Regions from separate parts of the Mus musculus genome. Here all the other regions are linked to region 3. A link is a contact called in public promoter capture Hi-C data. All regions are on one chromosome and are shown on one strand. The core of a region is the stretch at or near the end of the contact, and the rest is flanking DNA. Distances in the headings are between cores, read along the strand shown.

What was found. Promoter capture Hi-C pulls out the DNA fragments that hold promoters and counts their contacts.
Region 1: a promoter capture Hi-C map of pre-B cells shows a contact between it and region 3, with 5 times the contacts expected there. The contact joins the promoter of Fnbp4 here to the promoter of Zdhhc5 in region 3. A contact is called at or near these places in 4 of 39 promoter capture datasets (cranial neural crest, maxillary cranial neural crest, pre-B cells and 1 more).
Region 2: a promoter capture Hi-C map of pre-B cells shows a contact between it and region 3. The contact joins the promoter of Ndufs3 here to the promoter of Zdhhc5 in region 3. A contact is called at or near these places in 5 of 39 promoter capture datasets (cranial neural crest, frontonasal cranial neural crest, maxillary cranial neural crest and 2 more).

What each region holds. Positions count from the first base shown.
Region 1 is chr2:90,742,645-90,747,451 of GRCm38.p6, forward strand. Fnbp4 (formin binding protein 4) reads left to right here and starts at 2,914. Exons shown (of 17, transcript NM_018828.3): 1 at 2,914-3,182; 2 at 4,052-4,144. The coding sequence starts at 2,954.
Region 2 is chr2:90,901,639-90,906,378 of GRCm38.p6, forward strand. It overlaps Ndufs3 (NADH:ubiquinone oxidoreductase core subunit S3), which reads right to left and starts at 3,083. Exons shown (of 7, transcript NM_026688.3): 1 at 2,946-3,083; 2 at 2,785-2,850; 3 at 1,209-1,306; 4 at 725-874. The coding sequence starts at 3,009. Kbtbd4 (kelch repeat and BTB (POZ) domain containing 4) reads left to right here and starts at 3,102. Exons shown (of 4, transcript NM_025991.4): 1 at 3,102-3,271; 2 at 4,028-4,645. The coding sequence starts at 4,057.
Region 3 is chr2:84,713,313-84,717,750 of GRCm38.p6, forward strand. Zdhhc5 (zinc finger, DHHC domain containing 5) reads right to left here and starts at 1,852. Exons shown (of 12, transcript NM_144887.4): 1 at 1,671-1,852.

The sequences.
Region 1 (4,807 bases), core at 1,664-4,163, 6.0 Mb after region 3:
TAAATCAAGTCACTATTCTTGTGGATTTTTCACTTAACAACCATTAGCAGGTGAACCCAAAATTGAGCTATTTACCCTGTAAGGTTATGAGAATCAGATACAAACCTGCATTTAAAGTTATTAGTCATTAATACATAGCAACACAGCAAATAACAAATATTAGATATTTTTAGTGTGCTTGGTTAGTGTGCAACCAACCTCTGTGTCTATAAAAAAAAATATTCTACCAGTTATTTCTTGCACTTAGAGAGGGAGCTGGGTGTCCATACCACTGTCAAGTACCAAGAGGGCTTGACAGTGAAGAGCAAGGATGCTCAGGAAGGTCTTGTCTGTACTGGGCCCTGGGGGAACGATTTTGTCATGTGATACAGTAGTTATTGCAACTAAAGGATGGACTTAAGATGAGAGGAATGGATGGGAAGTTGAATCAAAGGCCATCTTCAGAAAGGACAAAGGTCTAAGTATTGATGGAGGGGCCACGATTCTCTGTTCACATGACTCAAGTTACTTTTATTGACCTGAAAACATCTACTTATACAGATCAAAAATTTTGTAGGCTTCCTATTACACCTGCGGGAATACCATGATTCATGTAGATCTATGGTGAATGCCATAAGCCTCCCGGACTCAGTCTACTGAGTGTATTCTGTGCTACTACAAAATCTGTATCCATGCCCATTTAGCCCCTGCCATCCCAGGATCCATTTTTTTCTTTTTTAGCTTTCCAAGTAAGCTGCTGTATCTCTCCTGTGATGTCTGGCCTACAAAGAAGGAGCTCTTCAGTGATGCCGGGGTTTTGAAAATCTAGTGTATTTTGCAAAATTCTGATGACGGTATGGTTTCTCAACTCTCCCAGTGTACATAGGTTTTACTTATTTTTATTTTGTGTGTACATCTTTCAAATGCACATATGTATGTACACCATAAGCATAGTTGGTGCCAGAGGCCCGAACAGGGCTACAGATCTCCTGGCACAGGAGTTACAGTTGTGAATCACCATGTGGGTACTGGGAACTGAAGGTCCTCAGAGCAATCTCTCTAACCCCAGATATTTTTGTTTTGAGACTGGGTCTCACTATGTAGCCCTAACTCTAGTGGAACTCGGAGATCCACTTGCCTGGCCTATTATTCTTGCTCTTTTTTTTTTTTTTCTCCTCGAGACAGGGTTTCTCTGTATAGCCCTGGCTGTCCTGGAATTCACTTTGTAGACCAGGCTGTCCTGGAACTCAGAAATCCGCCTGCCTCTGCCTCCCAAGTGCTGGGAATAAAGGCATGTGCCACCACTGCCTGGCTTGTTGTTTGTTTTTTGAGACAGGGTTTCTTTTTTGTTTTTTGTTTTTTTGGTTTTTCGAGACAGGGTTTCTCTGTGTAGCCCTGACTGTCCTAGAACTCACTCTATAGACCAGGTTGGCCTCGAACTCAGAAATCCTCCTGCCTCTTATACTCCCTCTTTAACATCCATTCTCATACATCTTCCCCAGATTTCTCCTTGTATTATTATTATTTTATTAATTTATTGTTATTATTGTTATCTTTGAGACAAGATCTCACTTTGTAAGCTCTGGTAATATGCATACCTGGCTAGACTCACTTGAAATCTTCCTACCTCTGTCTCCACTGAAATTATAGACATGAACCATGACAACTACTTCCAGTGTTATTAGAACACTTCAGTAGCTCTCCAGGAGTACAGTGCACCATCTTTAGGCATTATTTCTCATCTTCTGGCCTGCTGTCATTAGTCTAGAAGCAATCAGGGATGGGTGGAAGGAGTGGGTCCTGGAGAAAATCAGCATTATCTTGCGTGGTAACTATCTCTGGGGAGAACATTAATGACTCAGGATGTCACCTGACTCTAGGAATGGGGAACAAGGAAGACTCAAAATGTAAAGAGCTCAGCCTCAAGGTGGAGGAGTTGGAGGTAGGGCAAAAAAGTAGTGTTTACAGAAGTAGGATGAGGTAAGGCTTCGGTATCCCATATGAACAGTTTGACTGTTTCCAAGGTCCAGTCATTTTCCCTACTAATCACGTCGTATTTCGTTTTAAAGAGCCTACTGGGGCTGGAGAAATGGCTCAGCGGTTAAGAGCACTGACTGCTCTTCCAAAGGTCCTGAGTTCAAATCCGAGCAACTACATGGTGGCTCACAACCATCTGTAATGAGATCTGATACCCTCTTGTGTATCACAGCTACAGTTTACTTACATTTAATAAATAAATAAACCTTTGGGTTGGGGCGAGCGGGGCTGGAGCAAGAAAGTGGGGAGAGAGCCTACCGTAAACCCATCACTTGGGAAGCAGAGGCAGGCGGATTTCTGAGTTCCAGGCCAGCCTGGTCTACAAAGTGAGTTCCAGGACAACCAGGGCTACACAGAGAAACCCTGTCTCGAAAATCAAAAACAAAACCAAAACAAAACAGAAAAAGCCTACCGATGTATAAACACCCAGCATCATCATTGTTTAATACTATACCCCAAAGAAGCTACAATAACCAAGAGAACTTGCAGAAGGGTGCAATGTATCTTTATCTTCCTCAAAGACAAACAGCAATAAGCAGCTGAAAATAGCTACAAGATGGCGGACAAAGCCCTAAAGAAAAGACTTGGCTAACAGCGCATGGTGCAACCCCAGTCTAAGGAAGTCGCACACACCGCGGGCCCTTCCGCACTATTGGCGCGAAGTCCTGTCTTTTCCCTTTGCTATTGGCTACCGAGTCCGTCTCAAGTCAAAACAGCCAATCGCCTTTTCCCTGAACAAAGCCCACCCACCATGGATGGAGCGGAACGTGCGTAAAAGCACCGGGGCGCAGGCCGCATGCGCAAGTGCACCGCGCCGGTTAAAAGCGGATCTCCTCGGGAGGCGGTGCCACGGTTCATGAATATTGATTACGCACCGGGGCGCTGTGCGCCCGCCCCACTAATCTGCCGTCGTTCGCTGCTCGCGCTCCGGCTCATGATGGGGAAGAAGTCCCGGGCGGTACCCGGCCGCAGGCCTATCCTGCAGCTCTCTCCACCGGGTCCTCGGAGCAGCACCCCGGGCCGGGATCCCGACCCCGATCCGGATCCCGAGGCAGATTCGACTGCGGCGGCGACAAGCCAGTCAGCGCCGGCAGCAGCGACGGCGGCGGCCGCGACGTCGCCCGCGGTGCCTGCCTCCGCTGCCCCAGAGGACTCGCCTTCAGAAGGTAAGGGCGCGCGAGAGGAGCCCTGCTTTTATTTGGGACGTCTGAAACTCGAGCACGGGGCTTGCGGCCTAGGTTCCCGGGTGTCTCTTCGGACCCGGTGAAGAAGAGAAACCCTGGCGGGCGAGGTACACCTCGGCTGCCAGCGATCTGGGGCCCGCGGGACGGCGGTCGGGGACTCTGGGAGGCGGAAGGCCGGGCCCGGACTCATCTGAGGCGCCTTTGCGGTGCAGGGGTTTCTCCCCGGAACCTGTGCCGTCCACCGAGGCTTGGGACCCCAAATGTCTCCTAGATGACTCCCTTCGATCTTAATAACGCAGAAGGTGGAGGGCAATTTCCACGTGCGAGCCTTGAGGCGGTTGAACCTGGCCTTCTCTACTTGTCACGCTTGGTTTCGTTTTTGTTGAAATGGAGACACCACTCTTTAGAAGTGAACAAACCCATATTTTTTTCTTATGCTAGACAAAGCATCGGTAACCCCAGACTTAAGGGAAAGTGACAAAACCTGTGTGTGGGCTTTTCTGGAATTGTGTTTGGGTTTAGGGTAACAATTGCATGGAGTAGATGCCGGAGAAGCTATACTGTATCAAACATTAAGAATCAGATTAATAGGATGTACATAACGTGTGGAAACGTGCAGAAGTATTTATGCATGTTAATTGTTAAGTATTGCAGGTGCCATTTTCATAGTGTTCACGTTCTTACTGTCGCTACCACTAAATGAATGGAAGGGTAGATCAGCTTGTTTTTTGTCTTCTTAGTTTGCATCAGTGATACACGCTGGTTTTATAAGTTGATTCAGGCTGAAGGTCAAGCTTTGGACCCTGGCCCACTGACTGACTGCAGCTTCCTTTTGTGCATTCCAAATACAGATGAACAAGAAGTGGTGGTGGAGGTCCCCAACGTTGTTCAGAACCCTCCAACACCAGTCATGACCACCAGACCGACAGCCGTCAAGGCAACAGGTAGAGATTTTTGTTGTTGTTTTTGCCTTTCCCTTAAAATATCTTTTATTAAGTTGAAAGATAAAAGTGTGCAGCTGGGTTGTTGGATGGTTAAATGTTGCTAATTTATTATTTCTCATAAAAAGTCGTTGAAGCTTTTCTAGGATTGGGGTTGCATATCAGTGGTGAGATGCAAAACTCTGGGTTCCACTCTTGGCTTACAAAAATGGATTAACAAAAAATAAATAAATCTTTCCTGAGGGCTTGCTGTGTATAAACTTTTAAGTAACATGAAAGTTTATTTATGGCTGCAGACACACATTCGTGCTTCTAAGGCTGGGCCACATAACTTGTTTATCTATTTTTTGAGAGTGTCTCAAGTGAACCCAAACTTTTTTTGGGGGGGGGGGGCAGTTCGAGACAGGGTTTCTGTGTATATCCCTGACTGTCCTGGAACTTTGTAGACCAGGCCGGCCTTGAACTCAGAAATTCGCTTGCCTCTGCCTCCCAAGTGCTGGGATTAAAGGCGTGGGCCACCACGCCCGGTGTGAACCCGAACTTTTAACTGTTCAGGTAGATGGACTGCACAGACACCTCTTCTCCTCCAGTCCACTTGTCTTGACCACTCCACTTCACCCCCAGCGCTGGTTACAGATGAGTGTGCTTCATACTCTGCCAAAACAT
Region 2 (4,740 bases), core at 1,833-4,332, 6.2 Mb after region 3:
AGGTCCAAGGCCCAGTGCACACACATATGTATAATGTTATTCTTTTGTTTGTTTGATTTTTGAGACCAGGTCTAGCTGTCCTAGAACTTGCTATGTACAATAAGCTGGCTTCAAACTCAGAGGGAGCTGCCTGCCTCTGTCTCCCAAGTGCTGTGTGCATGTGCCACTACACCCAGCACAAATTTACTTTCAGAAAAACCAAGCAGAGCAAAACATTGTAACATGGACCTACAGTTCTAACTCATTCTGCAAGCTAAGTAGTTCCAGGCCAACACAGTGAGATCCTGTCTCAAAACAAGAAAAAAAAAAAAAAAAAAAAAGAAGGAAAAAGGAAAGAAGGAAGCCAACAAACAAAACTGGGCAAAAATCCTGTTATGCTCTGTGTGACCTGAACCGAAGCTGCAACTACGAAGGCTCTGGTTTCCATAGTAGCTGTCACTCAGGAAGTCTTCTATGCCCTTTCTCACCTTTAGTCCTAAAATGCCACCAATCTTTTTATAAGCTAGCATCTCATCTCATATTGCCAGTTTTCCTTGAATGCTCTGTGTGACTGTAGATGACCTTGAACTTGTGGCCCCCCTGCCGTCACTTCCACAGAGCTAGACTCGGGTGTACCAAGGATTAGAAGTGTACCAGTCCACCTAGCTTTATGCAGTGCTGGGGATCAACCTAGAGCATTGTGAGTGGAGGGCAAGTACTCTACCAAATCTCACAGTTAACTGACCTCAAAACGGTTCTGCCGAGTTGGGACATCCACTGCCGTCAAGTCAGCCAAGGATTTGAATTGTGCATTGGTGTGATCCCTGAGAAAAGTCAGCGTTGGGATGACTCCATCGGGATGGATACAGATTTCTAACTCATCAAGGCAGGACACCTGCAGACACGGAAAGGTGGTGTGGAGAGAAGACATAGCTACTAAGGGCGTAGCACACTGCAGGGATCACTTGGCTTAAGTCAGTGGTTTGTAGCCTTTCTAATGCGGTGACCCTGTAATACACACTTCCTCAGGTGGTGGTGACCCCCAGCCACATTATTTTTATTGCTACTTCATGATTATAATTTTGCCAGTTATGAATCATAACCTAAACATATGTGTTTTCTGATGGTCATAAGCAACCCCAGAAGGGTCACGACCCACAGGTTGAGAACTACTGACTTAAGGTGCCATGGTGAATTCCTGGCCCAGACCCAAGGACAACGAATATTACCTGAACTTGTTGGACATACTTGGGTAAGATTTCAGCCACATACTCTCCAAATGCTGAGAGCTGCTTGTGGGTCACATCACTCCGGGGTCTGACAGTGGCTGGAAAGGAAAAAGCATGAAGGGAGAAGGTAGCAAACACACACACACACAAACAAACTAACTAACCTCTCAGGTCTTTCTGAAGAATTTTCATTAAAAAAGAAAAAGTTTACTTTTACTATTTATTTTGGTGTTTTGCCTGCATATATGTCTATGCACACATGAATGCCTGATGCTCACAGAAGCCAAAAGAATGTTAGATTCCCTGAGACTGGAGTTACAGATGGTTCTGAACTGACATGTCCATGTTGGGAATTGTATCTGGGATGAATAGCCAGTGCTCTTAAACACTGGGCCACCTCTCCAAGCCCTCCCTGAAGGATCTTAAGAGGCATAGGTGTAAAGTACCTTCCAGGAATTAGGAAGTGTTTAAAACTCAGGGAGAAGGGAGTGGAGAGATGGCTCAGTGGTTAAGAGCACTAACTGCTCTTCCAGAGGTCCTGAGTTCGATTCCTAGCAACCACATGGGACCCGATTCTCTACTCTGCTGTGTCTGAAGACAGCTGCAGTATATTCACATACATAAAAAAATAAAAATATCTTTAAAAAAAAAGAAAAAGAAAAAACTCAGAGTGCAACACCATTTCTCTTTCTCGGTCCATACACTCTTGTTACTGTGTTGGGCAATCTTTGCTTCTTTTCTCCACTGTTCCACAGCTGTTCCTCACTTCCTGTACTCATGGTAACAATGCAACAGTGGCAGCTCCTCTCTCAGACTCAGAGCTCTTTAAGGATGGAAACCAGACTTCTGTTTCTCTTTCCCTTCTTGGTACTTGTTTATACCAAGTTCTTAATCAGAGAACTTCAGGGCTGAAGGACCCTGAAAGATTACCTCATTGCCCATACTCTATCCCCTGTCACTTTGTGTAATAGATGTCCTGGAATGAAAAGAAGCTTTCTATTTCCCAGTGTGATTCTGTTGACTGAACATAAAATCACCACAGGGTCATTCAAGTACTTGAGCACCCACACATCACAGAATCAAGGATTAAGTATTTTCTGCACTTGGAAACAGACCTGCTTTGTCGTTCACTGGAACTGTGACTGAATAATTTAATTATCTGGACCGCTTCATGATCTACATCTATATGGACAGTAAAACGTTATGCGTCTCATCAGGCTCTTATGAAGTCCAAGGTGCCTAGTAAATACTAAATTGATGTGAGCTACAATTATTTTGGACTTTGAGTCTCAAAAGTTTTTGTTACCTGCGCTCAAAGACAATTTCATCGGAGGACAAAAAAAAAAATCAAATCCTGATAACGAGCAAAAGGCGATCAAGATCAGAAGGGAACAAATATCTAGGGCACAGGAAGTGCTCGATTCTAACAGCAAAGTGGAGACCATAGCAATCTCCAAGGACAAGCAGAGATTTGCCAGGAGGGAAGGACATTCCAAGGCAAGGACAAACATCTGACAGAAACAACGAAAGGCCCCAGCTAACGTTGGGGGAAAAAGCGCCATCCGCACATACTCACGGCGCTTGTCAGCCGCCGCGCTCTCCCTTCTTACGTGCTGCCACAGCACGGAGGGTCGCCCAGCCCCTGCACAGGGAGAGAAAAGGCACAAAGGCGCGGGTGAGACTCGGGGAGGTCTCCGTGCTGCCCGTGGTCTCAACCTGCTGCTGTTCCTTGCTCACCCCTGCCTACGGAAGCGGCCCCCAAGAGCCCACGACACCAGACCCTGGCTGCAGCCGCCGCCATGTTCCTTAGTGTGCCGACTAAGTAGCCGGAGAACACACGCAGGCCACGGAGCCCCAAGGGCACGGACCGGAAGTGGAAATGTGCAGTGACTCTTCTTCCGGGCGGACGCGGGGCGGGAAGCAGAGGTTCCGGATCTGAGCCCTGGCATGAAAGGAGGTATCGCAGGTAAGAAAGACCCGCAGGTGGGGAAACCGTGAGGTGTACGTAGCCCTATCTCGGTACAGCGGAGGCCGAAGAGAAGAAGACGCAACGAACCGCACCGGTGAGAGAAAGGGAAAGGGTGGGCGTTCTGGGTTCTAAGTTCTACACCGCGCCGGCTCTTGAGCTAAGCTTTTTTAATGGGGGGCGGGGTGGGGGGGGGAGACGATGGACGGTTTCCTTGGAGACCGTTTCCTAGGCGACTCCAGGTGGCACGGTCAGATTGCACAGGGTTATGGACTTCCTTGTGCCCCCGGCCGGGGACGGCTGGGCTCTCAAGGGCTTCTTTAAGAACTCACTGGAGCGAGAGGTAAGTAAGAAACAGCAGCTTAGAAAAGAGTAAAAGTGGAAGTCCAGGCCCAAGCCTCAGTATTGGGGGGTCTGCACTCTTATGTCCAGGCAAAGAGGGAATGTAACAACAATACCTGGATGTCTTAGTTTGGCCTAATTATGCTTCTCCAGAGTCTCATTAGTTGTATATCCAAATTATTTGGTTTTAAGATCATAGGCTTCCTCCTTCGTCTTTTTCATGAGCTAACCTAAGTCCCAAGTCTTTTGTTACATCACGATCAGGAATATCCAATTTTACCTCAAGGAAAAACAACAGAGTTGGAACTTTTAATTGAATTCATTGGAGGAGAGGCCCCACTGCAGGAAAACTGGAGGAATGGCATAGGCCACATTGGCAAGACCAGGAATAAGGCCATTCTGGACCCACTTTGCTCCAGTGTCTCCCTTCTCCCTGTCTTGACTTGGACAGTTGGATTCATGGACTGTGTCTGTGAATTACCCAAATACTTAGGGTGATATTGCTTTGCAGATAGTTGGCAAAGAGAGAAGTTGGCTACCATGGAGTCACCAGAGGAGCCTGGAGCATCCATGGATGAAAACTACTTTGTGAACTATACTTTCAAAGACCGGTCTCACTCAGGCCGAGTGGCTCAGGGCATCATGAAACTGTGTTTAGAGGAGGAGCTCTTTGCTGATGTCACCATTTCAGTGGAAGGCCGAGAGTTTCAGCTGCACCGGCTGGTCCTGTCAGCTCAGAGCTGCTTCTTCCGATCCATGTTCACATCCAACCTGAAGGAGGCTCACAACCGGGTGATTGTGCTGCAGGATGTCAGCGAGTCTGTTTTCCAGCTCCTAGTTGACTATATATACCATGGGACTGTGAAACTTCGAGCTGATGAGCTGCAGGAAATTTACGAGGTGTCAGACATGTATCAGCTGACATCTCTCTTTGAGGAGTGTTCTCGGTTTCTGGCACGCACGGTACAGGTGGGCAACTGCCTGCAGGTGATGTGGCTTGCAGATAGACACAGTGACCCCGAGCTCTACACTGCTGCCAAGCACTGTGCCAAGACCCACCTGGCCCAGCTGCAGAGCACAGAGGAGTTCCTCCACTTGCCCCACCATCTACTCACTGATATCATCTCAGGTAAGCTCACGAAAGGGCTTACCACACCTAACTGGGCAAGAGTCATGTTCAGCAGATGGTCTGGCTCAGGAGAACCCCAACTTTATGTGACTAAC
Region 3 (4,438 bases), core at 602-3,101:
TGAATCCTATACTATTGCAGGTCACATTTACTACAGGACGAAAGCCACACAGACTAATTCTGCCACGGTACAGTACATGCAATTATGGAACCGCATACTGAAATATAAATGAGACCATCGTCTGAAATGTTAAGATAGATATTAGAAGGGACAAGATAAAATAATTTATTGGGTATAAATATCAACACACCAAGTCTTATCAAAGGAATGTGGTGCAGAAAGAGAAGGGACGAAACCGGAAAGGCGAGTGTGGTTCATCAGTCACAAGCTGGTGTATCCACAACAGTATCACTAAAGTGGACAAGAATGTTCGTGACACATGCTGACTGAGGGGGAAAAAAATCACTGAGTGAAAATATGTATGTATAAAACAAACAATACAGAGCCAGGTGTGGTAGCTCTCGACCTCAATCCCAGCACTTGGGAGGCACAGGAAGTCAGAACTCTGAGTTAGAAATCAGCTTGGTCTTACAAAGTGAATTCCAGGGCAGCAACAGTTATGTACAGAGATCCTGTCTCAAAACAACAACAAACAATTCAAGATGTGTAGTTTGAAGACTTTCATAAGGTTTGATATAAGTAGTTCCTTTGGAGCAGTGCAGTGGACAGCACATGTATTATTTGTTAAAATAACCAAACCTTATAGCACAGAACACTAAATTTGAATATATAGAAATGGAGATGTCATATAGAAGAATGAATACATGCTATGAAGGAAAGATCCAAGAAGAAGTTTAAAAAGAGTATTATTACAGATCGACGTAGGTGCCCAAGTACCTGGCGATAGAATTCTTACAAACACTAGATGAATTTGTATGCATTCATGAGCACCGGACAGATCTGTCTGATACAAAGCAGGCTCACACTGGGATAAAAGGATGGAGATCTAACCTAAGATTATCCTGGACAAGATGGCATTAACCAGGAAGTAAACCCAAGAGGACAAAAATGGTCTGCAATGTAACATGTATCTATTCTACGACTACTTCTAATAACTTTAGTCACTTTCTTGTTTCTCGTTTTAGTGGTTTCATTTGGCCAACTGGTTAAGGAACTTTAAACTTCCCCAGGAATAGACGGCTAGTGATAAAATACTGTCAGATACATTCAAGCCCTACTTGTAAAATAAAGTACAAAGTACTAAAAGCATAAAAGCATGGAGCACCTGGCTGGTGGGGGGTAGGGAGAAGCAGCCGATGGATGGGAGAAAGAACAGGTAACCACAGGACGAAGCTCTAACCAAAATAAGGACCAGTGGAGTGTAGGGCGAGGGGCCTGAACCGCGGAGCGGTAAAAGGAGTACAGTCCCCGGCCGGCAGCTGGAGCAGTGGGAGTCATCACCGGGGGCAGGACTGACTACCCCTGGCCCAGAAAACACGGAATCCACCGCGCGCAGGGCCCGCCGGAGCTGAGAGAACCGCGGGCCGGGGAAGGAAGGGGCGGCGGCTCCGCAACTGGGCAGCCGGGCACCAACCGGGTCCAAGCCCCGGCGGGCGGCCGCGGCTCTCTTAGTCTGCGGGCGTCCGTTTCGGGGCCCGTACAGCCCGAGGAGGGGTAGGGCCTTAACCTCCTCCCCTCCGCGGTCCCCCTTCCCTAGAGGTCACTCTCCCCTCCCACCTCACTAGCCCAGCACTTCCGGTTCCGCAGGGGCCAGCGTCCCCGGTACTCACCCCCGGCGCGGCGCCCGTCACCGCCGCCGTCGTTGTCACCGCCGTCGTTGTCGCCGCCGCCTCCCAGCAGTGCCGTCTGGCCTCTGAGAGGCAGCGCGCGGCCCCCGCACGCTCCACGCCCGCCCCGCCGCCGCGCGCTCCCGACGGCCGACGCTCGCCTCTGTGCGGCCGGCGCGCGGCCGCTGCCCTCAGCCTCCGGTCTGTAGCCTCACGACGTTCCCATTGGCTCCCGGGCGCGGGCGCGGGCGCGGGCGACGTCTCTCGCGGGGCACGTTCTTCTCATTCATGCGGCTCGCGCCGCCGAGCCCGCCCCCGTTCACTCTTCCATTCACCCCCTAACCCCCGCCCCCACGGCGCTCTAGAGCGTGCGCGCGACCGCGGGCGACCGCGGCGACCTCGCCTTCTGATTGGCTGCAGGGGCACGGCGCCGCAAACACGTAGTGACACGGGAGCGCGCGCGCCTGGCCGTCGTGTCTGGCTGGATGGTCGGGAGAGGGGACATGGCGAACTGCGCCGGTTTGGGGACGAGGAACTGGTCTGGCGAGATCTTTCTCTTATTTTGTCCGCTTTCCCATTTGTAGTGTAGTCAAGAAAAACTTTTAAGCAAAAAAAATTCTACGTATGTACCGGAAGTGCTCAAAAACAAGCAGATGCCCTTTCTTAGTTCACCAGCCTCCTCCGAGTTGGCCTGGTACAGTCCTGAAAAGCATCTACGATAGCCAATCACCGTTAAGCCTTTCCGGCTTCCTTCCTTGCCTCTTCATTCATTGGTGTGAGGATTCGGTCGGGCAGCCCCTCCAACACACACACTTTTTTTTTTTTTTTTTTTCTTTAAGGACTGAAACTTTATTTAAAACAATCCGTTGGCGAAAGCGTCAGTGGGGTAAATTCTCAGACCGTGGCAGAATTCCTGAGTGGTGGTATGGCCTCACCTATGGAGGAAGGAGGCGCACGGCCCATTGAACAGTCTGAGGAGAGGGTTCTGTCCAAGGCTGGGTTAGATGAAGGAGCTCGGCTGCTATCCCTAGATTTACAGTGCTTGCCGATGGAGTGAAGCACTGGGAGTGCGCGGTGCGAGGCGTAGACACCTCCACGACTACACGAGGAATGGGCGCCCTGACCTCACCCAATTTGAGAAAGCAGGCTGAAAAGAAAAGTCTTTCTAGAATAGCTCCTGTCCCTGGCGAGCTGCTGGCTAACTCTCCGAAGATCGCGGCACTACATTTTGCCCTAATTAAGCCGAGACGGCTGTGGACCCGGTGGCTTTGCCATAGGGCTCTCCTCTTACAGCTTCAGGCCACCTCTCATTTGTAAAGGAGCTCTGTTACATAACAGCCCTTCAAAAAGATATCCCCGAGCCGCTTCCCTGAAGCGAAGGTCTCGTTCAGGGTTATTTCCAAGTCCTGTCATTGTTTCCTTGACTTCACTTCAAATGTTACTGATTTAACTTTGACACTTCAGCCTTAGGCATCCAGTTAAAGAAAAGAAAAAAAAAAATCTACCCTTTTTTCTTTAGACTCTAGTCTTATCCCTTATCATTTTTACTACTGGCTTAAATGCAGCGTTTATTGGAACCGTTACGAGCATACATGTTTTAAGGAGTGGAACTTTATTTTGAAAAATCCGTTGGCGAAGACGTCTGTGGGGTAAATTCTCAGACCATGGCAGAATGGTGGTATGGCCTGGGCTGTGGCTCACACATCACACATGGAGGAAGTAGGTAGCACGGCCAATAGAGCGGTCTAAGGAGAGAATTTTTAAAAATCTTCAGCATTATGAATAATTTTAAAGTATTATTTGGAGGTACAACATTTACCCTATCAAGTATATTCTGCCTATAAAATAATGTTTCCTTAAGATGGGTCAAATTTCATTTATTTCTCTAGGATTTTAAAGCTTTATTTTCTCTACTTAACAAGTGAAGCATTCTTGATTTTCCTACCTTTTTAAATAGGAAAACTATTTGTTTGAGACAGAGAGAGAGAGAGAGAGAGAGAGAGAGAGAGAGAGAGAGAGAGAGAGAAGGCAGACAGAGTTCAGGCAGCTTTTGGGTGTTGGTTCTCTCTTGGCTTACAGATAGGAGCTCAAGTTGTCAGTCACGCCTAGGAAGTCCTTTCACCCACTGACCCATCCTGCCAACCCAATTTTTCTACAAAGACCTGTGTGAATCATCATGTCTTTTGGCCAGAGCATACTAAATGGAAAAAGGGTTCCATCATCCAACCAGAGGTACTGAATACCTCAGGGTCACTAGGGACATTAGACTACTGGATTGTCAGCCTAATTTTAGCTGGATGAGCACTAGCAGAAGCATAATCACTGTCCCAAGATATAGTGACAATTTTAGATTTTGGTTTCTTTTTTTTTGGAGGGTGGGGAGGGTTGAGACAGGGTTTCTCTGTATACTCTTGGCTGTCCTGGAACTCACTTTGTAGACCAGGCTGGCCCCAAACTCAGAAATCTGCCTGCCTCTGCTACCGCGCCCTGCTGGATTTTGGTTTCTTTAAAAAACACAAAAATATAAGACTGTGTTTTCCTTTTAATTCCAGATGTAGGAATAAGGTGCTGCTTTGGACTCTCTCCAGCAGCTGACTGACTGCCCAGTGCATTATCAGAGGCATGGTTTTGCCAGCTCCAGACAGTTTCTGTGATTGTGTGATGTTTGGAATTCTAGGAACTTTTCAGAGGGTATATAAATGCTAGCGCCCTGGTATTGGTGGTTGTTGGTCATTCAGGTTGTGGTTTGTTAGTAGTAGTGCTCAAAGAAG